Linked DNA regions of Mus musculus: all the other regions are linked to region 3. Evidence: chromatin contacts called from public HiChIP or PLAC-seq data. All regions are on one chromosome and are shown on one strand. The core of a region is the stretch at or near the end of the contact, and the rest is flanking DNA. Distances in the headings are between cores, read along the strand shown. Region 1 overlaps Gm32925 (a long non-coding RNA gene). Region 2 overlaps 2810407A14Rik (a long non-coding RNA gene). Region 3 holds the start of Grik1 (glutamate receptor, ionotropic, kainate 1).

Region 1 (4,705 bases), core at 887-3,386, 490 kb before region 3:
AGCATCTTCTGGGAAGAGGGACCCTCAATGGAGGAACTGCCTCCATTAGATTGGCCTGCAGGCAAGGGAGTGGGACATTTTGTTGATTACACTTGAGGGGTCCCAGCTCACTGTGACAATGCTACTCTTAGGTTTTGGCTCTGGGTTTGTCTTGGTCAGGGTTTCTATTCCTGCACAAACATCACGACCAAGAAGCAAGTTGAGGAGGAAAGGGTTTATTCAGCTTACACTTCCATATTGCTGTTCATCACCAAAGGAAGTCAGGACTGGAACGCAAGCAGGTCAGGAAGCAGGAGCTGATGCAGAGGCCATGGAGGGATGTTCTTTACTGGCTTGCTTCCCCTGGCTTACTCAGCCTGCTCTCTTATAGAATCCAAGACTACCAGCCCAGAGATGGTTCCACCCGCAAGAGGCCTTTCCCCCTTGATCACTAATTGAGAAAATGCCTTACAGTTGGATCTCATGGAGTTATTTCTTCAATTGAAGCTCCTTTCTCTGTCATAACTCCAGCTGTGTCAAGTTGACACAAAACTAGCCAGTACAGGGTTGTATAAGAAAGCAGACTGAGCAAACCATGGAGAGCAAGCCCATTACGCAGCGTTCCTCCATGGTCTCTAATTTAGTTCTCACCTCCAAGTTCTTGCTTGAATTCCTGACCTGCGATATGGAAGTGTAAACTGAACAAACCCTTCTTCCCCAGTTGCTTTCAGTATTGGTTGCTGCTGATCAGAGCAGCAGCAACCTAAGTAGAAGATCTGGGGTCCCAGGCTGAATGAGAACGAGAAGGTAAGCTAAACACCGCTGTTCATCTCTCTGTGCTTCTTGACTGGAAGGCAGCAGGACCAGCCTCCTCAGGCTCTTGCTGCCAGACTCCCTGTCATGACGGACTGTACCCTTGAACAGTAAGACAAAATAATCTCATCTTTTCTTAAGATGCTGCTGTTAGGTGGCCTGCTCCTGTAATATAACCTGTAAAGTCACTTGTGGACACACTCTTCTTCCTTCTAGAAAAACCAAAAAAACTTCACAATACTTCCAAATCCATTGCCTATTCCAGTGCTGTCCAGAGAGGAAGCCTGTGGCTTCTTTATTGACTACAGTTTCTTGTATGTGGAAGCCTTTAAACCCAGTGAAATAACACCTCTACTTGACTTTCAACTTCATCTTATACATTTGCTTATCTGCATGTTGCCAGTGCTCGAGTCTCAGCCTTCAGTTACGAAATGGTGTTAGAGGACACTAGCTTCCTCCACCGGAAGTGATCACCCCTGGGCACCCCTCCTTGGCAGGGATCTTGATTTAGCAGATTGGGGTGGGACATAAAAACGCATATATTTCCCAGCAGATGCTTGGGATGTTGCTGGGACCCAAACCACCGATTTTATGAAGTATCCTCTCTCAAAGAATTCTGTAGACATTCACCATAAGATGAATTATACTCAAATCTCCACGTGCATGTGTTATAAGAACCATCGAAAGCAGGCACATTTGTGAGGTAATACCCATGAGAAGCGGGAAGGTAGTTCATTTCGGAAACGGGCACCTTGGTCTCTTCGCCAGTTAGGCTCAGCTTTTCAATTTCAAGTTATCGAATTCTTATCAGTAAAAACGTACATAAGTAAGCAGAATTGAACATTTGTACTCTTAGCGGAGATTTCATATAAGCACCTACACAGAGCAATAAAAAAATAAATCTATCCTTATTTTGAGAGCCAGTCTTCTGGCTAGAAACACCATCTTTGTGACAGATCTGTGAGAGGGGAACAGGGCAGTCCTGATCAAGGGGCCCCGAGGAGGACATTCCCAGAGAGTATATGTGGTGCCAGGGCCGGATATCAGTGTTCTCAGCGAGCTTGTGTCTCTTGGGCTAGGAATAGGTATCAGGGTTTAACTGCAGAAGAAGGAATGGCTGGAAAGGAACACGGGGCAGCGAGGAGCTCCACAGAGCAGGCTGCAACTCTGGCCCACACACGACTTTCTGCTTCCATAAAAGGAATTAATTGATTGATTTTTTGATTTTCAAGACAGGGCACGGAATTCATACTGTGGTTTAGGCGGCTATCGTTCAGACTCCGAATTCCCAGGGCTGACGACAGGCGTGCACCACCATGCTCATCCTGGCTTTTCTCCTCTCCAGAGAAGCCAGGGCTAAACTCCAGAGGCTTCCTGCTGATCTAGCCACGCCCACACAGGCTGGCAGCAAGAGCTTCCTTAATTAAAGTCAACCGAGCGAGGACTTAACTTGAATCTGCCAAATCCTTTCACAGCAACACTCAGATTAGTGTTTGATTGGAAAAAAACTGGGAACTCTAGCTCAGCCAGGTTGACACAGCCAAGAGCCGCTGCAGAGGGCACGGCTCTGCCGACCGGAAGCTAAGACAGTGGTTTTGAGGTCCCGCAGCCTGAATCTACCCCAGTTTTAAATTTAAGTCCACTGTGTACTCAAGATTTGTCTCTTAATAGGCTTGGAGGAGGGAAAAAAAAAAAAAAAAAAAAAAGACAGAAGTCCTTAGTGATGGTTTCTGAAAGCGTTGGAAGCCGGATGTGAGCAGAGTAGTTTTTAGGAACCTGAGCCTCGCTTACCTTTCGAAAGAAAGTGAACTGCCTCCGGCAGAGTAGAATTGAAGCCCTCGGTTGGCTGATCATTTGCACTAGTAAATACATCACTAACCTGGCAGGAGAGACTTTGAAGACTAAAGCCGACTTGGGTGGCAGGTCAAGGTATATTATATAGTCTTCAAAGAAACTGGTGTCTTAGCACCAGACAGGAGGTGGACAGGTGCACGGCTGTTTATTTAGCATTATCTTGAAAACGATGGTTGGTCTGAAAGATCTGTGGGTTAGTGATTAAAGGTCCAGCCTTCATTCAAAATTCTGGGCTCTCCAGGGATTCAACCATACAGCAACATTGGATGTACTAATAAGGATTCTTTGAGGAAGTAAGAAATGTATGTGGTAGTCATGGGCACCAGAGTGGATCCTTCCAACCCGGCAGTCTGCTATGAGGGGAGGAGACATCCCGGGAGGGATGGAATAAGGGGAACACAAGGCCTTTACCTTCCTTTTCATCTGGTCCCATACCACAGCACCTCCGAAAATCAAAATCAACTAGACGTACTAGATGTACTCTGGGTTCCTGAAATTCCCCAAGTTTTACTTCTCAAGTCTTTGGCCATTCATCATTTCTTTCAGACTTCTTTTGAAAGTGCCTGGCCCTGTGGTGATGCTCTCCAAATCCATTTTCAGCTCTCAGCTTGTGAGGTGTGACCTGAGACTGGTGCTCATGCAATGCTAATACCTAGCTCTGGCTCCATATGAAGAGTTAGCTGGATCCTCACGGCCATTCCCACCCCACCCCCCACCACCTTAGGAACAGGGATGGGCTATAGATTTCTATAGGGCTGGGGGGATGGCTCAGTTGCTGCCTGCTGTGTGAGTGTGTGGGCCTAAGATCAGGTCCCCAGTTAGCATATATAAAATGCTGAGTGCTGGAGGCTGCCTGTGTAGCTCCTGTGTTGGGGGTGGGGAGCAACCCCCCATGGATCCTTGGAGTTTGTTGGTCAGATTCAGGTTTAAATAAGAGACCTTGTTTCAAAATGTAACGGAGAGCAATAAGAGACAGATACCTGGCATCCATCGCATCCATCTCTGAATGCCAAACAAAAAGATGCTTCACGCCCAGAGGAAGAGAAAAAGACATTCTTGGCTGCTAGTGATGGTGTTTCACAGCTGTTCTAGAACAGTCACTGGTGTGTGTGTGTGTGTGTGTGTGTGTGTGTGTGTGTGTGTTGTGTGTTTTCGTTCTCATTATATTTATAACTAGGAAGTAGCTTAAAGGTCTGTTTTTGACATTTGAAGAGTGATGCTAATGCCGAGGCTGATGACATTTATGTGAATTTCCCATGATCACACAGTCCTGGGAGACTTGATCTATATTGCATAGAAGTGTGCAGAAGTGAGTCTCTCCCAGCAGTGAGTGCGTGCTGCTGACTGCAGCAGCCAGGGAACCTTTCTGAAATACCTGGAGTCATATAAACAAACAAACAGACAGACAGACAGAAAGACAAGACAGCACTCACCCTCTCACCACAAAATTGCTCTGTGGTCACCGCACATGAGGAAATGAGGGTGCAGCTAACTCTCGCTTGCAGATTCTCTTTCACCAGTTGAAGTAGAGAGGAATTCTGCTCATTTGTGTCCTCTTCAGCAGATCACCAGTTTGTGTTGAGTCACATGGAAAGCGGGTTAAATGAAAACATCTTTCAACCCTAGGGGGTCTATGATGATTGTCTAGGTCTTCATGGTTCAAGGTAGAACATCAGGGAAATGGAGAAATGGCTACGTCAATAGAGGTTGCTGAAGAATCGTGGTGGCCTGAGTTCTATCCACACTATTCACAGAAAAGCCCAGTGTGGCATTGTATGTTTGTAACCCCAGTGCTGCAGAGGTAGACGCAGGCAAAGATGGGAACCCCTGGGTCTTGCTGGCTAACCAAATCAGTGAGCTCCAGATTCACTGAGAGACCACATTAATTTTTTTTTGTTTTGTTTTGTTTTACAGAATGGAGCTGGAGTGATGGCTCAGTGCGTAAGGACACTTAACAGCTGTAGCACGTTATCTGGGTTCAATTCCTAGCGTTTTCATGGTGGCTCAAAATTGTCTGTAACTCCAGGTTTCAGAATCTGACGTCTGGTTGTGACTTCAC
Region 2 (4,867 bases), core at 407-2,906, 450 kb before region 3:
GGCTGTGGCTGCTGAGACTGAGCCTGTTGCCACCATCAGAAGTCCTTAGCATTCATTCAGTGAAGACAGAGTAGGAGGAATGGCGATTTCCTGTGGGCTAGGCCACTGCATGCAGAACAGGTAACCCAAGCCCGGGAGATAACACTTAGATGATGTCAACGCTGATCCCTAAAGGCCAGAGGGAAATGATGCTTTATAGGTTTCATGGAGTGAACTGAGAGACAGGGCTGGCTGGTCAGTCAATTTCTGAATGGAAGCAAAAAGCCTTAGGACTGGCTCCTGCCTATCTGTCTTAGGACACAAAATGCCAAGGTGCTATTCTCATGAGCCATCTGTTGCATGGGGTTCTGCTAGCGTCTCGCCCAAGAAGGCTGCACAGAAAGACAAGATCCCAACAGGAAGATCTTTAGGTTAGGGTGTATCCTGGGAGCTGAAGAGAATGTGAGAAACCCAGCTAGGATCAAAAAATACTCACCAAGCATCTTAGTCATGTTGGGGTACTATCACAGACTGTTACAGACTGGGTGGCTTCCACGGCATAAATTTATGTTCTACAACTTCAGGAGGCTGAGAACTCAGAGCCGGGTGTTAGTGAGATTGCCGTTTGGCCCACAGAAGATACCGATTTCCTCTCTGTATCTTCCTATGGCCATCCCTCGCTATATGTGCCAGGAGGGTCATGGTGTTGGTGTCTTTGTATAAGGTCAGGGACCACAACCCATCTTCATGGTCATAGCCAACAGTGATGATCTCCCAAAGGTCCATCTCTAAATAACATTGTATCAAGGGTTAGGATTTCCACCTAGGAATTCTGAGGGGCAAAACTTCAGTCCATAGCACCCAGACTGAGAAAGCATAGGCAGAGATCTCCACAGGGAGTATGTCCCCAGAATCCACACAGAATCCAGGACAAGAGATTACTGACTCAGATTTCATTCCTTCATTTCCATCCTCGGATCTCAGTCATGGAAGGGTCAGAAGCTGAAGCAAGCGAGATGGAAAGAATTTAAAGTGCCAAGCAGGCATAGAGAGAACGCTTCCTTCTTTCTCAAGCAACCAGCGTCCTGCTTGATCCTGGCCCTGCTAAGCCGGTTCTAACCAGTATATAACAGAATTTGATATACCCAGAGAGGACTGAGATCTTTGACTTTTATCCTAGAGGAGGGACAGAAACAGCCTCACTAAATACATTTTAAAAGACGGTGAGAATGAATGGTAAGATGAAACTGTATAAGATATGCTCATTCAACCTAACCATTATGTCTATTTTTCAGTCTAATCCAATATTAAGGGGAAAATAAAAATTTCCAGAGTGTTGTTTGATGAGTAAATTAACGGGAGATCCCAGGACACAGTCTAGATTTTAGTTTTTACGGCTGCTTTTCTCTGGGCAAGTATTTGGATTTAAAACGTTGGAGGATGCTGTAATGCCTAAAGAGGCCGCTTGGTGGCAGCCGACGACGAGCGCTGAGGAGTACTTGCCTGGAGGCCCAGAGGTTCTGTGTGGGAAGCATTTTTATTCGCCTTCTCAGCGCAGTGCTTATTTCTGTTACGGTGGGAGATCTGTTTTCCCCGACAATGTATGTTTTGCGGCTGAGCCCTTGTTACTTCTGCAAGGCCAACCTTCGTGCTGCTTTCCCAATACTGTAAACCCCAGCCCTCTTTGTGTTAAAGCAGTTAGGAGTCTGGTGGTATGGACTGTGTACTGTCCCTCCGTGGTCCCTCCTTCTGGTCCCTCTTTTCATTCTTTCATTTATTTCCTTCCTCTCACCTCCTGTTTTATCCAAACAATGACATATGGGAGATGAATATCTTGTCGTTACTTTTTCCTGGTTAAGTTTTTCCAGTAATGCAGATTTCCTGAAAATTCTTACACACACCAGGGAAAGAATATGCCTTCTACCCTCGAGTGTTCATAGATCTCATTATTCATGTTTACATATGTCATTAGACTGGCAAGTTCACTCTAGATTCTTATCAGATTGTGTGTTTGATTTTGTTTTTGCATTAGAATGAATGCAAAAGCTTGTTTCATTAAAATCTGCACCAAAATGGGTCCATTTCTTTAAAATTTGCTTTGTGAGGGTCCAATAATATCTAGAACAAATTATGATCTTGTTATGCTATAGTTCTATGTGGTTCGTACATTGTGTGTGTGTGTGTGTGCACATGCTACATTGAACCTATATAGTTAGGAGGACAATTTATGGGAATCGTTTTTTCTTTCCTTCCGCCATATGGGTGCCGGGAATTGAACTGAGGACCTCAGCTACCACCACAAGCATCTCTACCTCTTGTCTCTGTTTCGTTAGAGATGAACATTCGCTATCACATGGGTGGGCAGTGAACTGTGGAAGCAGTGGTGCAGGCATGAGCAGGACATGGCAGTTGTGCGACAACTTGCTTTGTATCCTCAGGCCCAGCAACAGTTAGATTCATTGCGAGTCTTAGTTGTTTCCTTTGGCTGTGAGTCTTGTACACACCGGGCACTGTGCTGACTATCGGAAGCGATGTGATGAGTGCCACCCAATGTGTTCCCTGCGTTTGCGTCGTGTTCAGTCTTGCTGCACAAGCGTGACTTCAAACAAAGCATCCACAACACGCAGAAATGTTCGGGAGCTCTGGTATACCTGCTTTCACGAGTTGTCACCCAGGATGCGGTGGGCTCTATGTGGTTCAGTTGTCGTTGATTCATCCCTGCTCCTGTAAGGGACCTTCAAAAACTCACTGGCTCACCAAGTTGGACTTTCGTGCTCTTGTTGCTTGGATCTGTTGTTGGCTTCCCATCTGGGTGGGTAAATATTAGTTCATGGCTTTTCATGAAAAGTGTCCTGCATCACTAAACCACCGGACGGAAGGTGCGTCTCACGCGGGAGGAGAGTCTCCCTTAATCTTTCTGGCAAGCTCCCGACAGACCCGTCAAGACGAATGTTTCTTAGCTGACTCTAGATCTAAATAACTTGATAATCAAGATTAACCATCACGATCTTGGTCAGCTTGACACCCATGCCTGTCCTTGTGTCATGCTTAATGTCCAAGTAAAGAAAATTAAGGCCATGATTTCACCTTCTATGATGTAAGTGTTCTATGTATAACTGAAAATGCACACCTCTGTGGTGGGAAACACTCAGGAAGAATTGCAAGTTCCCACACTACACCCTGCTACTCTCTGCCCTGGCAGGTTTGCCAGCCAGTTCTGGCGGGCAGTGGCCAGCCTGTTCTTATCCCATGGAGACTCTCTGACTCAGAGCTCCAAAATCTCTCCACCCAGCTCGCTAGGTTCCCATTGATGGGTCGTTACCACACCAGCCCCATACTTCAAAACCCCCACGGCCTTTGTGGTGCACAACTGGCAAACCCACGTTTTCTCTCTGGAACCTAGTTGAGCCTCCACATGAAGGAAAACACCACACAAACTTAGTTCAGAAACAATGGTAACTCAATCTATGGGCGCATCAACTAGAATCCTAATCTTGTAAGCCATATTAAATTTAAATCCTCCAGTGTTGAATCCTGGAAGATCCACCATTGAAACCAGGAGACACCAACAGCTACATCTTTTCCTTATGCTATCCCCATGAAAAGTCCCCTCTCTCCTGCTTCCTCTTGTCCTCTGTCCAACCCGGAAGTCCCGCCTACTTGCCCAGTGATTGGGCCCTTTATTCATTGGGGGAGGGTATGTGAGCCATTCCTCGGCCGGCCCAGACAAGTCCTCCTGGGAAAGTGGAATTAACACCAAAATACAGGCAGCACCAGAGCCATCCACAACACAACTCATCCCTGAAAACAGATGAAACAGCCGCTTGTGGGATGTTTAGACTTTTAATAGTGCGTGGATTAAATATAATAATATATTTAACAACACTCAACTGCTGATATCATCTCAATTGTTAATGTAGTGCAAAACATAGAAGTAAAACACACATACGGATCTCTTCACTGGGTGAGGGAACATAAGTTGAAAACAGATGAAGCCATGACCTCACTTTCTAAATGCAGCATTGGAGAGAGCTTGAAGTCTTGCCCAAGAAGTACAATGTGAGACACAAGACCAAAGACTTTAGAGTACTAGTAAGCCATGCACAGGAAAAGCCCCCAGATGAAGCTTTGCCCTCAGTGAGAGCTTTGCTGATGGCCATTCCCGTTTCTTCTCCATTTTCTCTTTTTCCTATCTCTCCTTTCCCAGTGATTTCTCTGCCCATGCCTCACTCTCGTCTGACCTTGTCTCTTTTTGCAATATTTCCTTTTAGTTCACCTTCTGTGGTTAGGATCCAGTGCTATAGCCTTTAGGTTTTTGTGCTGGTTTTGAGTCAGGAAGCCTAGCAGAGAAGATAGATAGTTGAAGGGGCTCCTCCCTGGAGAATGGGTCAGATCTGGTAGGCAAAGATGATTTCTCCTGAAGCAACCCCTCTGGTGTGTGACAGGCTCCCTTGCCTGCTTCTGCTCTGGGCTGTGATGTAGCTAAGGGTCACTTGCCTCGGAGGCTGATGTCCTGCTATTTGGACCTTGCAGTCATCAGACTGTGAGCCTAACAAACAGCTCCAGTCTCTGCTATCCGTGACCTTTCCAGACAGCTCACAAGGGGTTGACACCTTTTGGTGACAGAATCCACCTGGAGTAGTTGATGAGCTGTTACACGTCGGAGCTATTTTTGTTCTCCGTTTGCTTCATGCGCTCGTGTTTTTAACATTATACAATTCGCAGTGTCACTTCGGGTGATGTGGTTTAACTATCCTTTGCTTCCTCATTTTTTTAAAAAAATAATTTTACGTATAATAATGGGTTTGTTCTGCAAATGAAACAAGTTTAAAGCTTGTAAAGTGAATCATAAGCAATTTGTAAATCTGAGTATTATTGGAACTATTAT
Region 3 (4,988 bases), core at 1,355-3,854:
GCTGGTTTCCATGGTGCTGAAGTTTTTCATTTAAAAGCTATGTGTAGGTCTGTACATACAGCCTGTTAGTGTCCAGGCTAGCAACAGGTCACAAAGCGCTATAGAGGGGAGACTTGTGTGCTGCATATAAACACAGGCGCGTGCAATGTTTCTTCACGCACTGTAGCTTATATTTAAAGGAAAGAAATTCAATTATTTTGTGGCAAGTATCATAAGGTCAGTGAGGGATGTGGTTGTTTTTGTTTTGAAAACAATTTTCAAACGGCTGATTGTGATCGTTTGGGACTTGGCAAGGCGGTTTCTAACCCAAGGTCACCATTTTCAAGGTGTATAACACAAAAGCAACAATAAAGTTGATAACTCCTGGAAACTGTGACACATTTTCATTACTTTGTGTTCTTCACATTATTGTTTTGCTACAGGAAGCACATTTGACAGCATTCAAAGTCCAGTCTTGAATTTATCTTGGGCAAAGATGGTTTTAGTTTATCAATTGTGATTCTTTAAAAACTGTTTGGAAATCTATCATTATAGAGTGAGTCTAAGCTATCTACTAAATGCAGATATGCCTCCATACTCTAGAAGACACATGTCAAGTTAGTATTTGGGATTTTTCCCTTCCGTTAAAAACTATACTTTACGTGCCTAGAGAAAACACCCTTCAAAGAGTAAGTTTTTTTTTTTTTTTTTTGGAGGTGAGGGGACATATTCAGTGCAAAAGTAAATAAGCAAGCTGTAGGTTCAGAATTTTTCTGAGGGTCTCACTAGTTGAAGATCAGTATTACTGTAGTTACTTAGGGAAATGGACGGACGGCTTGGAGCCTCACTGTTAACTGCTGCACAAGGTGCCAGCACACTCAGGCCACTCAGTCAATTCTTAGAAAGAGTAAACCTTGAAGTCCCAGGCTTCATTTTTCCCCCTAAGTGAGAGAGGGGAGAAGCCAGGAGACCTGTTAGCAGTCAACAGGCCACCTATGGCTCTCCCGAGACCATCTATAATAAGAATAGGAACTTAGAAGGCACGCCGAAAATTAAAATACAGAACCCACAGTAGTTTAAAAGGAAAAACCTTACAGGTTTGTTAGTGCCTAAAGCCGAGACCTCCACTGACCAAATCTTGGCAGTGAAGCTGTGCATGCATCTACATGAGACCACAATGACCATTCTGTTAGTAATGCTGGCCCTTGGTTCTGTTTGTGACACCTCAAGATTTCTGTCTTTAGTGTTCTAGTAGTCTCTTTTTAATCTCTTTGGAGGTTTAAGCCTAAACTTTCCCAGAAGTTGTCTGGTTTGGGGATTAGAAGACACTGAGTGGTAAGCAGGTGGGTAAGATTGGGCAGGGAAAGGAAACTTCCGTATTCACTGACCATCGTCCCAGATCACTGCACTCTCAAGCTCGCCAGTGCACACCTTCAGACTTTCCAGACTCCATACAAAAGAACGCAATTTAGAGTTAAAAACTTGAAGGCTTTGAGCTAACATGCTGTGTGATATTCCCATGGTGCTAATGGTTCGGGGATTCTATTGTTAAGGTTCTGACATTCTTTTCTGTAATCCGGACTAGTGGACTGGTGCACATCCACTTAGGCACCTGGAAGAGAGATTTCACCCCGCCTCCAATAGCCCAATTCAAGTGGTCAAAGGTGCGCGGTGTGCGCGTGACTTGATGGTAGAGTAGGAGCCAACCCAGTTGAGCCTGGATCCCTGCACTATGGCTCGGATTCTTGGATCTCAGATTGAAAAAACCCGCCAATCATACATTCTGGGAAAGCTGGTACCTGTCAGGAGGGAAGCAGTGACCGACTCCCACTTTCTTGTGAAGCTTTAAGTGCTCGGTGACCCCTTATCCCCAACTCCCATCCCCACACCAGCGCGCGCTGCCTTGCCTTGGGCGCGCTGAGCTTTCGCGGGCACAGAGAGCGACCGCGACCCCTGGAGCTCAGGGCTCGGAGCGCTTCCGCGGGCTCACTCACCGATCCTGAGCACTTGAGGGGAGGTCTGAGGAAGGATGTAGCACAGGAAATAGAGGAGTGTCCAGCTGGTGTCCCTGGTCCAGAGCCCGGGTTGGATAAGGACTGTGCCGCGCTCCATCTTTCAAGCTTCTTAATTCATGCCGAAACACAGTCGTGGCCTCACGCCCGCAAGATGCACCCAACTTGGGCTGGGTCCCCGCCTCATCCTCCCTGGATGTTCCGAGTCTGCACACCGCGCGCTCTCTGCTCTCAGGAGAGCGAGGTGGAGGGAACAAGCGTGAAGCGGGCGTCCGAGACTGAGCTGCTTGGGGCTTCTTGCACGGGTCGTTAGCCCATCACTGCTCGTCCTCTTCCTCCTCCATGGGCTGCATACCTCCAAGAATCAGCAGGATTTCGCTCCTGGAGCCCAGAGACCAGCTGAGGAAAGTTGCTGCCTCGATTTGCTGGAACGTCTCACTCATTCGTCCTCTGGTCAGATGCAGAAGTGATGGGTGGGGGAAATGGGTAGTGGATTCAGGGTGCAGTGAGGAAAAGGGAGAAAAGGAGGGAAGAAGACACCCAAGGAGAGAGGGAACTGGGGGAGTTGGTGCAGAGCTCCAACCAAACAGGATGAGCTCCAGCGGGTTTACTGTGATACAACCCAGGCTTTTGCTTCTTTCACAGTCCCGCTTTCCCTCCTCCTCTCTTGGCCCCACCCTTTATTTACTGCCCGCCCCAGCCAACCCTACTAACCCAGCCAGACACACTCAGTAGCGCGCATACTCGCGCACGCGCTCGCGGACACACACACACACACACACACACACACACTCACTCGTGCTCACATGCGAGAGCGCGGGCGCGCGCGCGGGCACACACACACACACACACAATTTACAGCATGCACTCACACATGCAGCCCCTCAACTTCGCGCTGTGGTGCTGGAAAGTCCATTGAGTCTAGCATCCCCAAGACGGATCAAATCTAATCTATTGGTCCCTAGGCAAATGGAATTCTGCTACTCCTTGTAAATGACAGCCTTATGCCTAGGCTCCTATACCGGGGTCTTAGAGATGCGTAGCACGTGATAGGAAATCACAACCTCAGCGAGTAATCTTTAAAAATTACCAGAGTTTCCATTTTTAACTCTGAGAAGGATGAAGAGAAAGGGAGAGGAGGAGAAAGAAGAAGGAAAAGACATAGGTACCCTTCAGTCTTTTAAGATTATAGCGACTCTTCCTATTCGAACCAGGCATAATGTCTTGAAAATTGCTTCCATTTACAAGCGCAGAACTGAGAAAGAGGCAGCTTCGGGCACGCAGCTTTTCTTAATTTCTTTTGACTGTCACATTGAAGCACTGGAAATAGGCTATTTTAACAATGTAGGTTTAGAGAGCATTTCTCTGTAGAAGGACAAGGCCACTTCCCCCGGGAAATCAGCGTTTGCTCATGTTGGCTTAATTTCCTATGAGCTTTCTGGGGAATGTTCCATATAAATGTTTGCTGGTTCTGTGTGAACACCTCAAGGTGCTTTTTTTTTTCCTTCGTAGGAATTTGGAAAGGTGATCTAAATTGAGTTAATTCATAAAAGAAGCACTTGTAATTATATGAGCCCAGAATGAGAAAAGATTACCAGAGTAGTGTATCTTAAAATTCACTTATTCCACAAATGCACATTGAGTAGCTTATACATGCTGGCAGAGACTCTGTTCCCTGAAGAACTTATCATGAGAAAACCACATTATATTTTCTAGGAAGAGGCTATAGTGTCACTTCTGGAGGCTAGTATTGTATGTGACTTCTCAATTTTTCAGCATGAAAGTTGAGGGAATAGAACATGGACTCTGATAAGAAGATGATTCATGCAGATTTAGGGGTGCACCTTACCAATGGAAAGGATCAAAGACATAAGTGGCTGTAGGCAGACACATGAAGTTCTTGTACTGAAGAAAGAGGGCTTTCTTGGTGTTGGTTAAATGAGAGGAAAAGTAAAAGTAAGAATAGTAAATGGAATTTTTTTTAAAAATCAACTTCAACTTATTTTAGACTGTTTCTAAAACCAGATAGAAACAATGACATGATCTGCCTCAAAAGAAGGCCACACTCTCCATTATTCATCCACCCATCCATCTACCAACCATCCATCCATCCATCTATCCATCCATCCATCCCTCCATCCCTCCCTCCTTCCATCCACCCATCCACCTACCTACCATCCATCCCTCCCTCCCTCCCTCCCTCCCTCCCTCCCTCCCTCCCTCCCTTCCTCCATCCATCCACCCATCTATTAAATGACTTTCTGTGTAACATTGTGCCAAGCCTTGAACACATAACAGAAATATGGTTACTGCTAGCATGAAACACATAGAAATATAGCTCAATGATAGAACTCCTTCCTGGTAGACATCAGGCCCTTGAGTTCTCTCTCAGACTTAAAAAAAAAAAGTCAGATTTGGAAAGCCATACCATAGGTGCAAAAGAAGAAGAAGGAGGAGGAGGAGGAGGAGGAGGAGGAGGAGGAGGAGGAGGAGGAGGAGGAGGGGAAGGGGGAGGAGGAGGAAGAGGAGGAGGAGGAGGAAGAGGAGAAGGAGGAGGAGGAGGAAGAGGAGGAGGAGGAAGAGGAGGAGGAGGAGGAAGAGGAAACTGACCTCATTTAGGAGTTTGTGAAGGATCATTGTACTGATCCTTTGATGAACAAGTGGTAAATATTTCTTAAAGTGAGAATAAAAATTTTAAAAAAAGCTATGGGCTTATTTTTAAACTTAAGATTAAACATATCTAGTCATTGACCTGTTCTTGAGCTATCAAAATCTGAGGACTAGTAGGGGAGATACTGCATTCCAAGTGCTTGGGAGTGCAAGGTCGAGAATTAAGTTGGTTTCTGACCCAATGCTTTCTTCTAAGTTTTTAGAACATTCTACATGTTTTTTTTCCAAATTGGTTAAAAACCAACCAAAAAACAAACAAAGTCCTCCCATTGTGTGCTTACTCATATCTAGATTCCTCCTTACCTTGGTTTACATAGACCTCATCTA

What was found. HiChIP or PLAC-seq counts read pairs in DNA pulled down with a chosen protein or histone mark.
Region 1: a contact with region 3 is called in an H3K4me3 HiChIP or PLAC-seq map of embryonic midbrain, with 7 times the contacts expected there. The contact joins the enhancer-like site here to the promoter of Grik1 in region 3. A contact is called at or near these places in 5 of 39 promoter capture datasets (the 3T3-L1 cell line, the HPC-7 cell line, cranial neural crest and 1 more) and 2 of 115 datasets of contacts at active chromatin or transcription factors (embryonic midbrain and forebrain).
Region 2: an H3K27ac HiChIP or PLAC-seq map of SST interneurons shows a contact between it and region 3, with 4 times the contacts expected there. The contact joins the enhancer-like site here to the promoter of Grik1 in region 3. A contact is called at or near these places in 8 of 39 promoter capture datasets (the 3T3-L1 cell line, cranial neural crest, embryonic stem cells and 5 more), 7 of 484 Hi-C or Micro-C datasets (cerebellum, cerebral cortex, cortical neurons and 3 more) and 7 of 115 datasets of contacts at active chromatin or transcription factors (SST interneurons, embryonic basal ganglia, embryonic forebrain and 4 more).

The regions. Positions count from the first base shown.
Region 1 is chr16:87,794,800-87,799,504 of GRCm38.p6, forward strand. Gm32925 (a long non-coding RNA gene) reads left to right here. Exons shown (of 5, transcript XR_001781984.1): 5 at 4,561-4,705. Among named protein-coding and RNA genes, the nearest start is that of 2810407A14Rik, 32 kb to the right of the region's middle. Within about 2 kb of position 2,137, at least 90 of the 459 cell types and tissues checked have an H3K27ac peak or open chromatin away from gene starts, as enhancers often do.
Region 2 is chr16:87,839,670-87,844,536 of GRCm38.p6, forward strand. The region is part of intron 6 of 2810407A14Rik (a long non-coding RNA gene); the gene reads left to right. Among named protein-coding and RNA genes, the nearest start is that of 2810407A14Rik, 13 kb to the left of the region's middle. Within about 2 kb of position 1,657, at least 20 of the 459 cell types and tissues checked have an H3K27ac peak or open chromatin away from gene starts, as enhancers often do. A contact at or near this core is called in SST interneurons, cortical neurons and neural tube, where this site is marked.
Region 3 is chr16:88,287,612-88,292,599 of GRCm38.p6, forward strand. Grik1 (glutamate receptor, ionotropic, kainate 1) reads right to left here and starts at 2,605. Exons shown (of 17, transcript NM_146072.5): 1 at 1,974-2,605. The coding sequence starts at 2,091.